Regions from separate parts of the Canis lupus genome. Here region 2 is linked to region 1. Evidence: chromatin contacts called from public Hi-C data. All regions are on one chromosome and are shown on one strand. Each heading gives the region's core, a stretch centred on a gene start, on an enhancer-like site or on the middle of the called end of the contact. The rest is flanking DNA. Distances are from core to core; before and after follow the strand shown.

Region 1 (6,903 bases), core at 1,178-3,677:
GAGCTAGTACCTAGCACATATGAGGGGCTGCTCAGTAACACTGGTTCCCTTCTTCCTTTATAGATACAATTAACTCCCTATATGTCTTGTTCAATAAAACACTTTCATTATGAACCAAGCTCCCTCTTTCCTTTTCTGGTATTTAATGTGTTCTTTGAGTGTGCCTCATTTCTGAGTGGAATCTGCTGAGTGAATCCACCACAAAGAATCCTTAAAAGGGAGACAACTGGGGCCTAACTTTTTGTCCTCCCCTCTTCATGGGAAGGAGGTGAGATGGCTGGTGCTCTAGAAGCTATTGTGGATCATGAAGAAACTCTGAGGACAGAGGAGCCTGGGTCCTTGATAATTTCATGGCACTGTCATCCCAGCCTTGGACTACCTACTTCAGATCGCTTTTATGTGAGGGAATGAATATGCTCTTCTGTGTTTGAGACACTCAGTCACTAGAACATGAATGCAATTAATAACTGGCTCAAAAGGATTTCATCCCAACCCATATTTTGCCTCCTCCAGCCAATATGTTGGTTTAACTGTGTTAGGTCTGAAGATGGCTGTGAAGTGGCCTTGGGAAGTTTATGCAAGGGAAATGCACAATTATGATGCCAGATGTCGCAGATGAGACCCTGAGCTGGCTGGAAGACTTTGGGACAGACCCCAGTCAACTGCATTTAACTCTTGGGCCAATACTGAATGAGTACTTCATATAGTGGCTAGCAAAAAAGAAAAAGAGACCTGTTCATTGGGTGTGGCCAACAAAGAAGGTAAAAAATCTCCAAAAAAAAAAAAAAAAAAAAAAAAATCTCCTTAACTCCAGCATTCCCCAAATCCTTGGTCTCAATCCAGATACTCTCACAGTCGGGGTTGTCTTCTGGAGGGATGTAGCTGTTACAGATATGATGTTAGAGACACTTCTACCAGACTGTTACTGTCACTAACTCGCAATTGTTGCTTGTTCAAAAGGGTGTCTCCTGAGGGAGTCAATTTAAGTATTAAAATATCATCATCTGTACAAACTAGGAGTACATCCCATGCCGCCTAACTGGGCTCAATCTCCTTACAGTGATATTTTGTTCTCACTAGAATAAGCCTTTTTATCAGTGACTGATCTGCTGCTGAATTCTGTCATTTCATCCTTTAAAATGTCCTCCTTTTTTTTTTTTTCCAGTTCTCATATATAATACCCTAAAACTGGTTCTTAGGACCTCAGCTAGGATTCACACAACAGCTTTCTAACTAGCTTGCCCTTCACCATATCAATGACAGAGTACCTTGACTGAAAAACTACCTTGTCTCACTCAGTTCTGCTAAAATGCTTGATTTCCTGTAACCAACCTTTTGAGGCACATGTCTGACCTTTCCTCAACCTGATTTTCCTCCTTTACCCAGTCATACATTCTTGGTTAGTTTCCCAACTGTCAGCAAGCCCCAGCCCTCTGGCCGAGAAGCCAGCTCAGTGGTTCCCCTTAGCTATTCCCCAACCCAAATCCTAGTCATCCCTGGGGAGGGAAGGGGGTGGAGATGGGCGTGGAAGAGAGTAGCTGAAACTATTCAGCACCTACTCTCTACTTCCTCTTAAATTATTCTAATCAATAAGGACCCAACTCTGCCAATAATAGTGCAAGGCTCTCCTAACTTCTATACAGGGAGGATTCACACAGTTCAGGATTGTTCTTCTAATTGTTGGGAAAGCATTAGATGCAGCTCATTAGATGCTACTCATAAGACAGAGTAGCAAAGAATCCTCAGTTGTACTTTTAAATATTCTCCCGAGCTTTTGGTTTATGGAAGTCACTCAGAACAAACACTAGGTCCTGACTGGTAAGGCTTAGTGATCAAGAAAGTAGGAACTTTCATTTCTAGTCCAGTCTTTTACTTATTAACGGTGTGACCAAGGCAACCTGCTTTAACTTCAGTGAGCTCATTCGTGTGGTCTGGAATCAACGGTACCTACCCTAGGAGCGACGTAGAGATAAATGCATCTAAGCCCTGCAGCGTAGTCCCTGGCACAGCACTGTAGGCGTCCAGTAACACTATCATCAGGCCGCCGCGGGCCTGGCTCCTGTCCCAAGGTCAAATTCACTCGGAAAGAAAGGTCACTCCGCGCAGCGGTTGGAGAGGCACTGGCTCTTACACCTTACTCATGCCCAGGAGCCTGAGGCACCTCACTGGCACCCTGAGGAACCCAGGTTCCGGAGAGACCTCAGCAGCCCGCTAGGGCGCACCCCAGCGGCTCCGCGAAGCCGCAGCCTCCGCTCGTGGGAGGTCGCCCGACGCCGCGGCTGCCCTGCGGCAGCGAGAGCCAAGGGGCGGGGCCGCGCCGGCGGAGGGGCGGGGCCACAGGCCCCGGGGGCGGGGCCGCGGGCCGTACCATCTTCCACCAGGGTGGGGGGTAGAGCGCGGCCTTCCCTATGGTTACACGCCCAGAAACGGGCGGGTGGGCGCCGCCGGTCCCCGGACCCCCTGGGGCAGGTACCTCAAGTCCCCCCTTGTCGGGTTCCCTGGGCCAAGGGCGCGGGCTGGCTCTGGCAGGGCGGACCCCGGGGCCGTGCACCCCCCGGCGTGGGAGCGGCGGGAGCAGGGGGCGGAGCCCGTGGAGGACGGCGGTGTCCTTGCGGCGCCGCCGGAGACGTGCGTCAGTGGACGCCGGGCGGTCGGCGCGACCCTCCGTCTCCGAACGCGGACTGGCAGGCGCGCTCACCATGTTGTCCCGGGCGGCGCTCAGGTGAGGCGTCGGGGCCGCGCGGCGCCGCGCACACGGGTCAGGGCCCCGAGGGCGAGGGGCACGGGCGGCCGCCTCCATCCGGCCCGCTCCCTGCGAGGCCCCGGCTCCAGCGCCCCTGCGGGGTCCCGGCGTCGCGGGGACGCGGCGGCGGCGCTGCCTGAGGGGCAGGTGTCACGCCTCAGGGAACCGGGAGGGCGCGCGGGCGGGCGGGCTCGCGGGCGGGGGAAAGGCCCCGGCGGCGCTGGGTCTGCGTGGACGCGTGAACGAATCGGTGTGTGTCTGCTCCGGTTCCAGCACGAGCAGGACGCTGGTGCCGGCGCTGGGGTGTCTGGGGTCCCGGCAGAAGCACAGCCTCCCCGACCTGCCGTACGATTATGGCGCCCTGGAGCCTCACATCAACGCCCAGATCATGCAGCTGCACCACAGCAAGCACCACGCCGCCTACGTGAACAACCTGAACACCATCGAGGAGAAGTATCTGGAGGCGCTGGAGAAGGGTGGGTGCCGGGCCGCGGGCGGGCGGGCGGGCGGGTCGGCGGGGCCGCGTCGCCTGCCCCCGGGTTGACCTGGCGCCAGCACTCACGAGGACAGCACTCACTTTGTGGGAAATTGGAACAGGCCTGTGACTATCTACTAATACGTAGAATTCAGTATTACCATATAATAGACACTTACACTTTTTTTTGTTTGTTTCCCCTAAAGAGCTCAGGTGACAGAACAGTAACGTGTGGACTTTTGTGTGCCTGCGGGCGTGTGTTCCAGAATCTGTGTTTTCATGTCTCCATACAGAACCGTGTTACACTTCTCAGCCTGTTAATCAGTGGCATTGAAAAAAATCAGTGCACTGAGAAATCAGAAAGTACTAGAAAAATAATTCACTCTACGTATTGCTTAATAAGCTGCATAGTTTTTTTTAAAAAGTGCTTTCCCTTTCTTTTTATTGACTTTAGAGCCCCTGAAATTTGTTGAGTAAATTTCAGACGGTGACATCTTGTTGACTGGGGGCATCTAGTGGGAAAATGCAGTATTTCAGCCTGATTGTATGTGGTAATTGGCTAAACAAAAACAAAAGGAAGTTGCCACATTCTGGAAGATTTGTGACAGAAACCTTGAGTACTGGGAAAAAGGTGGGGTGATTTGAACGGGAAAAGGGTTTTAGAGAATAACAAATTTGGTAAAGATGTGGTAATGATGACAAGGTGGGAATATCCCAGTTGTGAAATTGTTTCCTGGATGACAACATCTGACAAGGCAAGCCATTCTCTTCAATATTTTAAAAACAACTTCATTTCAGCCATTGTGCAATCATACCTTTACTTGTTTCATGAAAGCTGCTGACAAAAAAAAAAAAAAAACTTTGCATTATGTTGTGTTTTGTTGACTATCATGAGTACCTGCAGAGTTTTCTTTTATTTAAAAATATATATATATTTTAAAGACTATTGAAGAATTAGATTTTCATGTTTGAAAATTTGGGGCAAAAGTATTAAGTGAAATAACGTCATCAATCTCATGACAAGTATATAAATAAGTTTCACACAAAAGTATTTAACTTTTATTGTATTTAACAGGAAAAAAATTGAAACCAAAGAAAATGTTGAACTTAAGAAAAGTTTTTATTATTTTTTAAAGATTTTATTTATTCATGAGAGACACAGAGACAGAGACCTAGGCCAAGGGAGAAGTAAGCTCCCTGTGGGGAGCCTGATGCAGGACTAGATCCCACCCTGAGCCAAAGACAGATGGTCAACCTCTGAGCCACCCAGGAGTCCCAAGAAAAATATTTTTAAAAGCAAATAGTAAGGCCCTGCCCAAATTTCTCTTATTATTAATATTATTTTTTTGAAATATAAGCTGTACATCTGTTGTGGGGCTCAAACTTACAACCCGAGATCAAGAGTCATATGCTGTACCAACTGAACCAGCCAGGTGCCCCCTCAATTTTATATTAAAATTTAAAAATGACGAAGTAAACTTTAAGAGATTGAGATCATTAAGCAATTTTCAATAAGCATGTTTCTTTACAATTGGGAAGTATTAATTACTGTTGACTTATTAAAAACCAATATGAAACTTTTAGAGTGACTTCCTTAGAATAATTACTAAGAGAGACAGTGGTCAGCAAGAAAATTTTTTTTTTTTTAAAGATTTTATTTATTTATTCATGAGAGACATAGAGAGAGAGGCAGAGACACAGGCAGAGGGAGAAGCAGGCTCCATGCAGGGAGCCCCACGTAGGACACAATCCAGGGTCTCCAGGATCAGGCTAAACCACTGAGCCACTGGGACTGCCCAAGAAAATTGTTTTGTAAACATAACAAGAAGGTGGCATCTTAAAACCGCTCTCACAGAGGGTCTGTGTATTCTGAGATCACTTGGCCCTCACTTCTCTGAGGTATGCCCTAAGAGCAGATTAGAGAACTTCTATTATGTAAACTCCCTAAGCACTGAGCTCTCAGTGGTACTTTGTGTCTTTCACTTTGCCCCTTAGTATTTTGTGAATAATGAACATTTGGGACTTGATTGAACAAGGGAATTGCCATTTTTGTTAATAGTTAAGGTTAGTTTCTTGAAGACTTGGAAAAGAATATTTTGCCTACAAGATAGAAAAAAAAAAAGTCTTCAAATGTGACTTTGTGTATAGCTGTCAGAATTTTTTTCCATAAAAATTACACTTAATATATTCATTTATCTAGCTAGCAAACATTGTTGAGTGCCTGATATGTCAGAGGCAGTATATTGGCCCTTGGAACTCAGAATGCCCAGAAGTCCTTGTTATAATTGGAACTTTGGTTCTAGTGGGGAGACAGATGAACAAGTAAATAGTATGCCAGGGGTTTTAAGTCCTATCAAGAAAAAGGAATAGGGGAAGTGGCGGGGAATAGCCCATTGTATATTGTGGTTTGAGAAGGCTTCGCTGACGAAGTTGACATGTCAGTGGAGACTTGACGGAGAAATGTGGGAACGAGTCATGAGGCTATCTGCAGGAAGAGTATCCTAGTACAGGCAACAACAGTCAGTGGAAACTAAACTGGGAGCAGACTGAGCTGCTGTCTTGTAAGTGCAAGGGAGGCCATTGTGCCTGGAGCTGGGGCAGCGAGGCCCTGCAGAGGGTCAGATGACCAGATGACGTGCATCTTTGAAGCCGATTGTAGGGGATCACTCTGAGTGAGAGGAGCAGCCTTTGGAGGGGTTTGACTAGAGGAATGCCATAGTCACTTTGGGGTCTAGAGGAGCCCTCTGGTCACTGTGTTGAGAACAGTGTAAGGGGCACATGTGGAAGCAGGAGACCAGTGTGGGATGGTGGCATGGATGCAGGTAGGTAATGTTGCTGGTCTGCACCAGAGGTAGGAAGATGGGATCAGGTGCTGAGTCTTTTTTGAAGGTAGAGCTGGCTTTGCCGGTGGGTATGTTGGATTGAATGTGGTGTGTGAGAGAAAAGGAGTAAGAAATGACTAAGTTATCAGAAATGTCCTGAGAAAACAGCTGGCACTTCGTGGGATGGGGAAGGCCATTTGGAGAGTAAGTTTGGGTTTGAAAATCTAGAGTTTCAGTTTTGAATATGATGAATTTTTTGGTTATTGTAATGTTGAACTATTTTCTGATGAATTGTAGAAAATGAGAGCTGAAAATCTATTTTTAAAAACTTTTATTTATTTTTAGTAAACTCCACCTCCCTTATGGGGCTCGGACTCAGCACCTGGAGACCAAGAGTCTCATGCTCTACTGACTGAGCCACACAAGCACCCCTGAAAATTTATCATTTAGTCTGTTTATGGAACCACACATGTCAGTGTGTCACTGTTTTGTGTCTGTTCTCATCGTTGCTGAAATCTTCCTTTTTTTTGTTTTTTGTTAAAGGTTTATTTATTTATTCATGAGAGAGAGAGAGAGAGAGAGAGAGAGAGGGGCAGAGACATAGAAAGAGCAGCAAGCTCCTTGCAGGGAGCCTGATGTGGGACTCAATCCCTAAACCCGGGATCATGCCCTGAGCCAAAGGCAGATGCTCAACCACTGAGCCACCCAGTCATCCCTGTTGCTGAAATCTTTAATATTGTAGAAAACTTTGAGTTCTTTGAAGCTCAGGAAAGAATTTTCTGCATGCTTTGTACCCCCTACTGGGCCTCTCATTAGTTGTTCAGCGTGTTATTAATTGAACTGAAAATCCACTGGGACAAATA
Region 2 (6,855 bases), core at 624-3,123, 130 kb before region 1:
GCCTAATGTTTGTGGAATGAATATATCATAGTTATGACTCTAACTTCCTGTTACGATTTTATATAGTCCTTAGGAAAGGATTCCCATTCCCACCCACCCCAGCCGTTTCTTCTGCTGGGAGTGCTCTTCTCGGCAGGTTACCTTATCTTTCAGAAGGGGCCTTAGCAGGCACCCAGGCTCCCCAACCTCACATCATCCTCTTTAAATTTTCTCCCTGACATTCATTTATTTACTTCCATTATTGTTGGTTTGTGTCCCCGCCCCCGGCCACTGAACCCTCCTCCACCACCAAACGGCGGTTTCCCGAGAAGAGAATCGCCACAAGTATCCGGCCTGTGGACTGAGCTGAGGAACGCTTTGCAGGGCAGCGTGCACTGCTCCGTCGGTCGGCTAACCGGCCGCCGCAGTTACCTGTGCCAGAACTCCCGGGAGGGCCAGGTTGTCCCCCAACCCCGCTCTTTCCTGGCCACACCTAGGAGCTCCAGGTTGCGGGGGTTCCGGTTGGTGAACTCTGGGGCGACGGCTGCGTTTTCCACAGGGTCCACTTCAGGCTTCGCCGCGGGCTCGGCACTCGTTGACAGCGCTGCGACCCCACACCCTAAGAACGGGAACCACCACGCGTATCTTAAAAACTGACACACACGGACAAAACGGGAATAAGGCCCAACCGCTATCCCCGTCCACTCCCCGAATCCTCGCTCCCCGGGAGGGAGGGAGGGAGGGAAGTCTGGTCACGGGACGCAGTCATCACAGGTCCTAGTACTGTCGTCACAGCGCTGTCGGCCCGTAAGCTGCTCGGCGGGGTGGACTACAAAACACGACTTGCATGTGCACACTTACTGTGCAGCCCCCGAGGAGTCGTCTGAGAGAAATGGGAATTCCCGGGGTTTCTGCAAACCGACAGGCACTCCCAGAACCGCGAGCGGAGCGCCATCGCTGAGGGATCGCGGGCTACGCCTCGGAAAAGCCTCACGTCCTCCCCTCACCGGCGTCCCAGCCGCTCGCCGGCCGCAGCCATGTTGACTCAGGGAGAACTGGTTCCCCGGGGTTCCCCGGGGTCACCGACGCCTCCGCCCGGAACTGGCGAGCCGGGTCGCCGAGTGGCCGACGGAGCGATCAGTCACCTCGGCTCCTCCAATCACTGCCCACGCAGAGGCGCACGCTACGCTGGAGCCCGCCAACCACCTCGCAGCACCGCGCGGGGGGCGGGGCGCAGCTCGCTAGGTCGCGGGCGGCGTCTCGCCGGACCGGCAGGCGCGAGGCACCCGTAACTTCACGTTGCCTTATTTGGTCCTGCGGTCGCAAAGCGTCTGCCGACCGCGGTCAGATCCACACACGGCCCCGCTGGGCAACGGGAGGAACCGGCGCAGCGCAAGATGCAGTTTCTCTCCAGAAACCGTGGTGGCCATTTTCCTCGTAGAAAGCACTTGGCCCGTCCCACCCAGGTTCAGGCCCCCAAGCGTATGCTCGTGGGCTCGGAAGTCAGCCCCGACTCGCCACGTTCTCTCTGAAGACCCTTAGGGAACCTGCCGAACTCGCTCAGGAGTGCAGCCGAACCGGGAGAGGCCCGCCCTCTCGTCACACCCCAACTGCAAGCTCCGCCCCACCGTCCACTTTTTCTAGAAAGCACTAGAAGGTGCAAGCGCGCACGCGCAACCCGTTCCCGCAGGAGGGGAAGAGAAGCCTCAACCGTGCACCTCCTTCCTCCTCCAGTGCGCGATCCTGACTTCCGTTCTCCTGCCTTCGCGCCCTGCTCATTCGCTCTCTAATTGGGCGAAAGTGCTGCTCCCGCCTTCTCCCGCCCCCTCACTTCCGGCTCCTTCGCACTCTCGCTCCCCCCGCCCTTTCTTTCCTTCCCGCCCTGCCCCGCGGCCCGGCCGCGGCAGCGGTGTTCCCAGCAGCCCCCGCGGCCTCGCTCGGCCCCGTTCCACGCCGTAGCCGCCGCCGCCGCGCTGCAGTGGCCGCCGCCGGGCCTGGGATCCAGACGCTGGTTGCCCGCGGTCAGCGTGAACCTCGACGTGCACCCCGCCGCCAAGATGGAGGGGCCTTTGTCCGTGTTCGGAGACCGCAGCACCGGGGAGGCGATCCGCTCCCAGAACGGTAAGCGCGAACGAGGCCTGTGCCGGGCGGGCCCACGGCGGGGCGGGCCCCCGCCCCCAGCCCGCTCGGCTCGGGCCGCCACCGCGCCCCTTCCGTCCTGGAGGGTCCGGGATGCGCCTCGCGGGGCTCCCCGGGGCGGGGCGGGGCGGGGCGGGGCGGCAGCGCCCTCTCGCCGTCCGCAAGGCGTTGCGGAGAGCCCCGCACGTTTGGGGGCACAGCCCTGCCGATTGTGGTCGGCAGCGGATCCCCGGGCCCTGGGCCGCCCAGCCCTGCAGTGACACGTGCCGTCACGCCTCGAGTCCCCTTTGGGCCGGGCGCCCTGCGCCTCCGATTCTAACCTGCAGGAGCGCCTAACTCCATGTTTGGGCCTCGTTTTAGGGCCATTACCCAGGAAAAGACGAGCTTTAACTGCTCGCTCTCCTGATGAGCGAATGGCCGCGACCCGGATGTCTTGCCCGTTGTAGAACCTGCTGGTTCGAGCCTGCGGTGGTAGCCGCCGGTGCCCGCGTCCAGACCCAGTTCTTTGCACGCATCGCTGACAGGTTCTTACCGTACGGTTGACCGGCGAAATTTCGGTTGAACGTTCGCGTGAGTGGTACTTAGGACGAGTTCATCCTGGCAAACGATACGGATTCACACGTTTGCTGCAGTTAAGCCTCTTTTGCAAGCGTGTTCGCTTTGAAGTCATGGATGCCTGCCCATCTTACCCTTTTAAGTATTTCGGATTGATTTGTATATTTGGAAAATGCAAAGGCTGTGGCTGTCACTTTCTTTAGGCCGAAATGAAATGGCCGTCATTTGGAGCAGTGGATTTAATTTTTTTTTTTTCTTTTTCCTGCAGTTATGGCTGCGGCTTCTATTGCCAATATTGTAAAAAGCTCTCTTGGTCCAGTTGGCTTGGATAAAATGTTGGTTGATGATATTGGTGTAAGTACACCTACATGTTGTGTTTGTGACTTTAACAAAAAATAACAGTGCTTAAATATTTAGCGCCATGAATTGTTTTTATCACAATGCTGATATCGAAAGGTGTTGTTAAGGGGCTGGTGGGCTTGTGTTCATTTAGAGGAGGTTCTCTGTTTGTAGTTGATTGTGTTGTCTTTTTTTCTTCCCTGCAAATTCCTTAGGATGTAACCATTACTAACGATGGTGCCACCATCCTGAAGTTACTGGAGGTGGAACATCCTGCAGCTAAAGTTCTTTGTGAGCTGGCAGATCTGCAAGACAAAGAAGTGGGAGATGGAACTACCTCAGTGGTAGGTAGTTTGTCACCTGCTAGATCGCTATAGATTAGTTGTTTTCCTTTTTTTTTTTTTTTTAAGATTTTATTTATTCATTTATGAGAAGACAGAGAGAGAGAAGCAGGCTCCTTATAGGGAGCTCTATGTGGGACTCTATTCCGGGACCCGGGATCAGGCCCTGAGCCAAAGGATGACACTTAACCAGTGAGCCACCCAGGAGCCCCTAGATTAGTTGTTTTCCTAAAACTGAACCTTGACAAAGTGCAGCCAGAAGTAAGTCGTTTGTTTCTCAGTCAGATGAGGTACATACTTGAGAGGGAGAAAATTTAAGTTGGGATAGTGATTTAGAAACAGAATTTAAAATCAATATTTACTGCTAGTTTGTAGGATTTAAAGGAGAGAAGCTTAAGAGGTAATATAGTACAGTCATTTTAAATGTGAGTTTTCAAATGGTTTGTGAGTTTTTCAGCTACAACAATATTTATACATCACATACAGGGCTTTTGTTTGTTTTATGTTCTGTTTCCAGGATGTCTGGGTAGCTCAGTCAGTTAATCGTCCAACTCTCGATCTCAGGCTCAGATCTTGATCTCAGGGTTGTGAGTTCAAGCCCCACATTGGACTCTACATTGAGTGTGGAGCCTACTTTAAAAATTTTGTTTTGTTTTCTCCTTACTACCTGAAACTTAGAAGTTCCTAAATTCTTAAGTTAGGGGAGAAATGTTACTGGGCTTTTTTTTTTAAGGTGTTTTTATATTAAATCCTGATAGGCAAACTCCTAAGTTCAGAATGATAAGGAACAAATAATTTGCTGTAAAAAAAAAAAAAAAAAAAAAAAAAACAGGCAGTGATTTGCAGGGAAAATGTTTATATTTGTAGATTGAACTTCAAACCATGAAAGAATGGAATGGAATCTACCTTTTCTGAAATAATGAAAATAGTTTAAGTAACTTGTTTACAGTAATATGATTTTTAAAATAAAGTGATTTTAATTTTCCCTAGAAGAGCCAGACTGAATTTTTGATTCTTTAATGTCCTTAGAAGAATGATTTTTTAAAAGATTTTATTTATTTATTCATGAGAGAGGCAGAGACATAGGCAGAGGGAGAAGCAGGCTCCATGCGGGGAGCTCAGTGTGGGACTCGATCCCCGGTCTCCAGGATCACGCCCTGGGCTGAAGGCGGCGCTAAACTGCTGAGCCACCCAGCAGTCCCCAGAAGAATGATTTTTAAAGTAAAAAAGTAAACCAAGTAAAAATTTAAAGTAATAAAGATTATCGGAGTAGTAGACTTTTTTTCAGGTTCCCAATAACCAGTTATTCACCATCATTGGCACTCTGATTAATTGTAGGTAGTCATTTTAGTGCTGTTTTTACATATGTGTTGCACATATTGTCAGACTAAAAGCAGTGAATATTTTCTCAACAGGTTATTATTGCAGCAGAACTTCTTAAAAATGCAGATGAACTAGTCAAACAGAAAATTCATCCCACATCAGTTATTAGTGGCTATCGACTTGCTTGCAAGTAAGATTGTTTGCATTCAGAGGAAATTTTACATTATGTGATGTTATAGTTGTAAATAGTCTGTGTTCTTTAAATGTTAATGACTAAATTTTATTTTGAAAAAGTGCTATTTTAGTAATAATATCTGGAGTAAGAATAAGGCTAGCATCTTTTTTCCCATTTGACTACCACATTTTCTCCCAATAATAGATTTTGGTGGCTATGCTTATGGGATAGATTAAAATTGCCATGATCTGAAGAGGGAGGATTTATTTGTGTCCTCCTCCTATATGAAATGGCCAAACAGAAAATTGGTGCCTAAGATATTTTGACACTTTGGTAAAACAAAGTTTGAGTAGTGCATTTACAAATGTTTTCTCCCACACACTTCAAACAGGGAGGCAGTGCGATACATCAGTGAAAATCTGATTATTAACACAGATGAACTTGGAAGAGATTGCCTAATCAATGCTGCTAAGACGTCGATGTCTTCCAAAATCATTGGAATGTATCCTTGTGATAAAATCTTGGTTAGTTTTTATGCCGTGTGATACTGTATTAAAATTGCTCCCTTCCTTGATTTTCTAGGGGGAGAGATGATAATAAAGTGTGTAATAGTACTATGAATTTCAAGTAGTGATAACTCCTGCGTTTTGATGGAGTTTTATTATTAATGCTTGTTTCTTTGATGAATTGCTAAAAGGAAGTGCCTTGGATTACTCTTGATTTTTGTGTGCACCTGTTCATTCCATGTCTCTCCATGTTCCCCTTAACCCTTGTCTTAGAAATGGTGATTTCTTTGCCAATATGGTAGTAGATGCTGTACTTGCGGTTAAGTATACAGACGTAAGAGGCCAGCCTCGCTATCCAGTCAATTCTGTTAACATTCTGAAAGCCCATGGGAGAAGTCAGACAGAGAGTTTGCTTATCAGTGGCTATGCACTCAACTGTGTGGTGGGATCCCAAGGTAAGGCTTAGGATTTAGTACTAAAAGTGAAAATTTGCTTTTTGTGGACTACTTACTTACTATACATCTTTCAGGTGGGCTATCCAAGACTTGCACCTACTTTTCTTCAGTAAAGCCCAGAGTAAAGGAAATCGTATATCCAGGTTTCCGGTTTCCCTTGTGTAACTTAGTACATAAAACTTAGGAGAAGTGCAATGCAAGTTAAAATTACCATTACGTGTGGTAATGGCCCTAAAAATTTGTTTGTAGAGTTAAATATAATAAAAATGTAAGTTTTTGTCTTTAAAGATAATTTAATATCTTTTGCTACTTTTGTGCTTAAGAATAGGTGTATTTTATAAGATGTGACATTGTTACAGTTCTTATAAAGGTATTCAATGTGTTCAATTATAGGCATGCCCAAGAGGATAGTTAATGCAAAAATTGCTTGCCTTGACTTCAGCCTGCAGAAAACAAAAATGAAGCTTGGTGTACAGGTGGTTATTACAGACCCTGAGAAACTCGACCAGATTAGGCAGAGGTATGTTTAGATATTATTTTTGACTTTTGGAAAAGGTGTTTATAAATTATGCTTGTTAAAGCAGGTAACAGTAAAGAAGTACACCCAAAAGGAGCGGGGCACTGGGGTGGCTCAGTGGGTTAAGCGTCTGACTTGTCTGACTTGGGCTGAGGTTCGTAATGGCATGGTCTTGGTTCTAAAAGGGAGTTCATGGACTCTGCTCAGCAGGAAGTCGGCCTGTGCCTCTGCCACCGCCCCCTCTCATGGTTGCGCGCTCTCAAAGAAATACGATAAAATCTTCTTTTAAAAAAGCACATTATACTTTCTAGAAAACAGCAAGTAAACCAGTTGCCAGGTAGCAGAGGATGATGATGATGCAACTGGATTTTTTTAAATGTGGATGTAAAAAACAGTAGTAACCAAACCTATAAGAAATCTTTGCCAGGAGTCAGGCATGCTTTTTCCTTTTGGATCTGCATGTGTGCTTTTTTCATTCCAATAAACAAAGTGTCCTTTCTTCCACCAAAGGTCAGGCTCTAGAGTA

The links. Hi-C and Micro-C count contacts between places; a contact is called where the count stands out from the background.
Region 2: a contact with region 1 is called in a Hi-C map of blood, with 2.8 times the contacts expected there. The contact joins the promoter of TCP1 here to the promoter of SOD2 in region 1. A contact is called at or near these places in 2 of 9 Hi-C or Micro-C datasets (both in blood).

What each region holds. Positions count from the first base shown.
Region 1 is chr1:49,455,131-49,462,033 of UU_Cfam_GSD_1.0, reverse strand. SOD2 (superoxide dismutase [Mn], mitochondrial) reads left to right here and starts at 2,427. Exons shown (of 5, transcript XM_038526471.1): 1 at 2,427-2,722; 2 at 3,017-3,219. The coding sequence starts at 2,700. LOC111090685 (a long non-coding RNA gene) reads right to left here and starts at 2,263. Exons shown (of 3, transcript XR_005353090.1): 1 at 1,952-2,263.
Region 2 is chr1:49,586,354-49,593,208 of UU_Cfam_GSD_1.0, reverse strand. It overlaps TCP1 (T-complex protein 1 subunit alpha), which reads left to right and starts at 1,873. Exons shown (of 12, transcript XM_038526480.1): 1 at 1,873-2,100; 2 at 2,942-3,027; 3 at 3,228-3,356; 4 at 4,769-4,866; 5 at 5,243-5,353; 6 at 5,631-5,812; 7 at 6,206-6,332. The coding sequence starts at 2,037. MRPL18 (39S ribosomal protein L18, mitochondrial) reads right to left here and starts at 1,055. Exons shown (of 4, transcript XM_038526491.1): 1 at 841-1,055; 2 at 412-598. The coding sequence starts at 934. LOC119869912 (a small nucleolar RNA gene) reads left to right here and starts at 5,019; the gene lies at 5,019-5,158.